2 separate regions of the Mus musculus genome follow, and region 1 is linked to region 2. Evidence: chromatin contacts called from public HiChIP or PLAC-seq data. All regions are on one chromosome and are shown on one strand. Each heading gives the region's core, a stretch centred on a gene start, on an enhancer-like site or on the middle of the called end of the contact. The rest is flanking DNA. Distances are from core to core; before and after follow the strand shown.

What was found. HiChIP or PLAC-seq counts read pairs in DNA pulled down with a chosen protein or histone mark.
Region 1: a contact with region 2 is called in an H3K27ac HiChIP or PLAC-seq map of trophoblast stem cells, with 3 times the contacts expected there. The contact joins two enhancer-like sites. A contact is called at or near these places in 4 of 115 datasets of contacts at active chromatin or transcription factors (embryonic stem cells, extraembryonic endoderm stem cells and trophoblast stem cells) and 2 of 9 other capture datasets (adipose tissue and liver).

Annotation. Positions count from the first base shown.
Region 1 is chr7:123,444,634-123,447,349 of GRCm38.p6, reverse strand. No RefSeq gene overlaps it. Among named protein-coding and RNA genes, the nearest start is that of Aqp8, 16 kb to the left of the region's middle. Within about 2 kb of position 1,464, at least 10 of the 459 cell types and tissues checked have an H3K27ac peak or open chromatin away from gene starts, as enhancers often do. A contact at or near this core is called in trophoblast stem cells, where this site is marked.
Region 2 is chr7:123,243,602-123,246,336 of GRCm38.p6, reverse strand. All of the region lies in intron 6 of Slc5a11 (solute carrier family 5 (sodium/glucose cotransporter), member 11), which reads right to left. Among named protein-coding and RNA genes, the nearest start is that of Slc5a11, 30 kb to the right of the region's middle. Within about 2 kb of position 1,361, at least 7 of the 459 cell types and tissues checked have an H3K27ac peak or open chromatin away from gene starts, as enhancers often do. A contact at or near this core is called in trophoblast stem cells, where this site is marked.

The sequences.
Region 1 (2,716 bases), core at 215-2,714, 200 kb before region 2:
TAGGGCCTCATGTAATCCAAGTTAGCCTTGAACTCTCTACATAACCAAAGTTAGTCTTGAACTTCTGGTCCACCTGGCTTCACCTCCCAAGGGCTATGGTTACAGGTGTAGGCCACCACAGCCAGTGGACATTTTAACCATCTTTAATGCTATGTTTGACAGCTTTAAGGACATTTCCTCTTGTACAACCATTGCCGTTATCCACCTCCCCAAACCATCCCATGTTTTAAAACCTGAATTATGCAACACATTTAATAGACCATCAAACAATTTCCCATTCTCCCCTGCAAGCCCCCGGAAGACACAGTTCTTTGTGTCTGTACAAACCCGACTGCTCTAAGTACCACATCAAGATGGAATCGTATTTGTTCCCAGGGCTCATCCGTGCCTCAGGCCTCATAATTCCATTCTCTTTATGACCACTGTAATCCACTGTACCATATATGCTGAATACTGCCCTTGGGTGTCAGTCCCCTGCCTAAGCTTCCTTGGGGGTTACAGTTGGGCCCCACCATGCCTGTTCATAATTGTGTTTGGTCTCTTTCTTCCCCGTATAAATGGCTGTGATCCTTAGCAGTCTTGCCTTTTCTCCTACATTCTCTCTCCTGCCCCACCTCTGTGATGGGTATTGTTTAAGACCTAACTCATCCCTCCTTTCATAATAGCCTCTTGACTCTGCTTGGGGGAACCACCCTTCCTCCACCCTCAGGTCACATGGATCAGGTAGCACTCCCACCCATTGCCACCAATGCTCAGCTCCCTGAAATGACGTCTTCCCCAACCCTTTGAGGCATAGGACCTTGCTCCGCAGACATCCCAGTTCTCAGGTCACACTCACTGGCTCAGGGATTTCTGGTCAATGGAAAGTGTCCGCTCTCTGTGGCCTGCTGAGAGAGACGGTGTAGACCAGAAGCTTCTGGAAGATATCATCGTCTCTGTGACAGAAAAGCAGAAGAAGGACAGGGCTACTCAGGGGAAGACAGACTTGGTAGAGCAAGACTTGGGCGCCCATATGCACCTTGGGTCTAACCATCTATCTGTTCTGCTTGGGTCCCCTCCTTAAGTCACTTCAAGCTGGGGGTTTATTTTGGCAAAAAGAAAAACAGGAAGACCTGTGCTTGCTGCTTCCATTCTTCTTCCAAAGCTACCACTGGCTTTTCAGACTTCGGAATTTCTAGGCGCCCTTGGGTCAGACACATCAGAGTGAGGAGGCATGCACCTGGTCTCCTGGACCACCGACATTGCTCATGGGTAAAGGGCAGGGCTACAGTTAGTCATCCTTCAGCACACCTATCTATCCAGGAAAGAGATGAGTAACTATCTCAGGAGTTTATAGCCAGCACAGTCAACATAAATGGCTGTTTTGTGAGGCAGAAGGCGAGAGCAAAAGCCACACTCAGAGAAACTGCCTTGGACTTAGTGACACCACCAGTGACCTGCCCCGGGTCAACAGACAGGCCGGACATCCTTCTTTGTCACCCTTTCAGGAATCTTGGCAATGTGAATCATTCTCCAGGATCCTTTCAGAGATGCAGATGTCCCCTGTGAGAATTAAGAAGCGGTGATGATCCACAAGTCTGTCTAGGGCCTTAGTAACTGAGACTGAGAAAGGAAGGACGAGTGGCAGGGTCCCAGCCAGAAGCCCAAGTAGTGCACACAGTGGTGTGGTGGCCTCTGACTGCAGAGGCAGTCGCTGTAGGTGGGCCAAGGTTTTACCAGCAAGAATGGAAGTGATACTGGTTTTCAAGGAGAGTGGAACTCCAGGCAGCAATAAGGAGTGATGGGGAAAAGGGTCAAGGGTTTGACTGAGTAACTGTGTAGTCAGTCTGGAGCCAGCTTGTTGAGAGCCAGACTCTGAAAGGAAGTAAAGAGCCACTGTGGAATGGGGTTGAAGGCTAAACTAGACAAGTCAGGGGGCAGTGGCTCAGTCAGTAAGATGCTTGCAGTACAAGCAGGAGGTCCAGAGCTTGATACCCAGTGCCCCTATTTAAAACACAAAAGCAAAAACAACACCAAAAGAAAGCTAGGCAGAGCCTCTAATCCCAGTGCTAGGGAGGTAGAGATAGGAGGAACCCTGGCTCTCACCAGCCAGCTCGGTTAAATCAACAAGTTCCAATTTCCTTGAGTGACCCTGCTTTTGTAAAGAAGGTGGAGATGCTGGAAAGACAACGACTCAGTGGCCAAAAGTGGTTGTTGTTCTTGCAGAGATTTGCTTCCCAGCAAGCATATGGCAGCTCACAACCATATGTAATTCCAGTTCCACGGGGTCCCAAACCCGCTGTGGGTACCAGCATGTACATGGCACATGCATATACTCAGTCAAAACCCTCAGACACATCAAATGAAAGTAAATCGTTAAAAAGAATAAAATGAAGAGAGACTAGGGAAGACACACTCAATATTGACATCTGGTCTCTACACACACTCATGCACATGCATGATCACACACATAGATTCACAATGATTACACAAGTGTGTATGTCTGGGCGGGGGTGGGTACCTGGATGCCAACGGGTAACCTCAGACACAATGGATTATGACCTTGTTTAATGTACCCAGTTCTCTGCAGGAGGCAGGTTATCTAAGTATTATTTTTATTTGATACAGGACAGAGTCAAGGTTCAAAGAGGTAAAGGGTGGACTATGTGGCCAGACCATGTACCTGTGAATAGTAGAGCTGGAAATGACCAAGTTGGCCTCCAAAGCCAGTACCTGA
Region 2 (2,735 bases), core at 112-2,611:
TCTAATGAGAAGCAAAGAATTCTGGGAACAAAATGTGCAGACTTGAGAAACGGTGAGCAGAGAACATCTTCCTCCAAGAGGCCCTGAGTTCTGAGCACTCCCAGACATCTGGGATGGGAGGCTGAGGCCGAAGCAGTCATGAGCACGTGGGATGCCCAGGGACTGGGGTTGTCCATGACTCTGGGAATCATGATTTGGCCTGTAGTTTTTAAAGGCTATGGGATGTCCCTCTTAGTCACTCTGGGACCTGGGACTGGCAGACATTCCTCTACAAGGTCACAGGTGTCAGGTGAGGAAGGATAGGTGATGATGACAATCACAGGGTGCATGTCTACATTTGGAGAGGCTGTGCTGTGGTTTGGACTCAAGGCATGTTCCAAAAACTCACATGGGGAGGGCTTGGTCCCCAGTTGATGGCTCTAGTCAGAGAAGTCATTGGATCCTGGGCCTCTGACCTAGTAATGGATTAATCTATTGATGGATTCATAACTTGCTGACATTATCAGAAGATGGAGGGAGCTAGGATGCTGCCCTGGCTGGAGTCACGGCAGACCTGCCTTGACTGTCATCAGCCCTTTCCTGACTCTGCTTCCTGGATGCCATGAAGTGAGTGGCCTTTTCCACCATGCTTTTTCCTCCACGATGTTTCTGCCTTGCCATGGGTCTAAAGCAAGGGAGCCAACTGGCAGAACTCTCTGGAAATGTGAAAAGAAGCCCCTCCCCGTGTTTAATCTCAAGGACCATGTCACAGTGCAGACAAATGACTAATGTGGGCTAAGTAACCAGACATGCTTCAAGAACAAGTCTTGGTAGTGATCCCAGCATCTGAGAGACTGAGGCAGGAGGATTATGAGTTTGAAGCCAGCCTGGACTACCTGGTGAAACCTGTCTCAAAAAAGTTAAACTGGTAAATTCATAGTAGAATCTGATGGAATGTCCTAGACAGTAGGAGTGCTTCTAGTAAGATGAGTTAAATGTTGACACATATTTGAATTTTTCATGTTAAAATATTGCCAAAAATAAATATAGCAATAGATATGTTAGTAGGATTAATAAAGCTTTGTTATCCATCTCTTCTCAAAAGGCAGGTTGGGATGCTGACTCTCATGGATGTCCTGCCTGGGTCCTCTTATTTGCTGCAAGGATGTTCAGCAGGAAGTTTCCAGAAGTATTTTATGCTGAGCTCTGACACTGTCAGGAATACTGCACAGAGAGGTTGAAGCAAGCAAGCCTTGTACACTGTGGGAGCTGAGACCTAATCAGAGAGCACAATGGGTGCTCCAGTCCATTCAGATAAAAGTGCCAGAAAAGGCAACCACTATCTAATCTGTGAATGATAGACAGCTGCATCTGGCCTTGGTTCCTGAGCGCCATTGGCTGCTGGCATTGACTATCAGTTGACCCTGGGGTCAATCTAGGAGAACTGCAGCTTCTACCTACAAGAAGTTTCTAATTATTAAAAGACAGAAGAGGAGGAGCAGGAAGGAGGGAACAAAGGAGAGTGTGCATCATTAACACACTACACAATAAGCCTTCGTATCTCCAAGGTATCCCTTATTCTATAGCCCAGGCCATTCAGGAAATAGCCCAGTGAGTCAGAGGATCTAGACCACAATACTCCACATGTAGATTCAGTGCTAAAGGGCCAGGGGACCAAATAGGTACCATCCCTCTTGTTGGCGTTGACTGAATGGACAGAAGTAAACACAGCAGCCAGATGTGGTGGCACACACCCATAATTCTGACATGGAGATCACAAATTCTAGGTCAGCTTAGGCCACATACCGAGACTGTCCCAAAAGTTAACTAAAACAAGATAACTCGAACAAAAGACAACCACCCTTAGAGATTACCACTCCAGCTCCCAGGGCCTTGGCTGACAGTAGCTCTGCATTAGGTTATACTCTCTGTCTGTCTTGATGGTGGAGGCTTTAGAGGGAACCTCAGAAACTCTCTCCAGATGAGACCGAGTCTGCCCTGCATCCATGTCCATGGGAAACCCTCACTACTGTGAAATCAATGGCACCTGATTATACCCCCACCTGAGGCTTAATGCATGGTCTTCACTAGACAGATACACAGAGGAAATGACAGACAAGCGTGTGGTTGCTTGGTAGGCACCAGAAGGCTATGGCTCAGTTTCCATGTTCATGAGCAAAGCTAGTCTCTAAGGATGGGGAGTATTTAGTGCTGTCCTCGAACATGGTAAATCTGCAGTACCATCTAAGCGCTGAGGAGGTGCTCAGTCTGTAGCCTGCAGTGATATCTAAGGGCTGGGGAGGTGCCCAGTCTATGCTGCTGTGCTCAAAGAGGGTTATAGTTTGATCCCCAGAACCCATGGGAAAACCTGGGTGTGGTAGCACGCTTAGAAATCCAGTGCTGGGGCTGGAGAGATGGCTCGGTGGTTAAGAGCATTGGCTGTTCTTCCAGAGGTCCTGAGTTCAAATCCCAGCAACCACATGGCGGTTCACACTATCTATAGAGCGATCTGATGCCCTCTTCTGGACTGCAGATGCATATGCAGTAGAACACTCATACATTACATAAATTAAAATAAGAAAAAAATAAAAATAAATAAATAAATAAATAAATAAATAAATAAAATAATTGCTGAGGATGCAAAGACAGGAGGATCCTAGCCTGGCAGCCTAGAGCCCAGTGAGAGTTCCTCTCTTAAAAAATAAGGTTTGGCTCCCGAGAAACAAGGCCCCAGGCTGAACTCCAGCCTGAAAGTG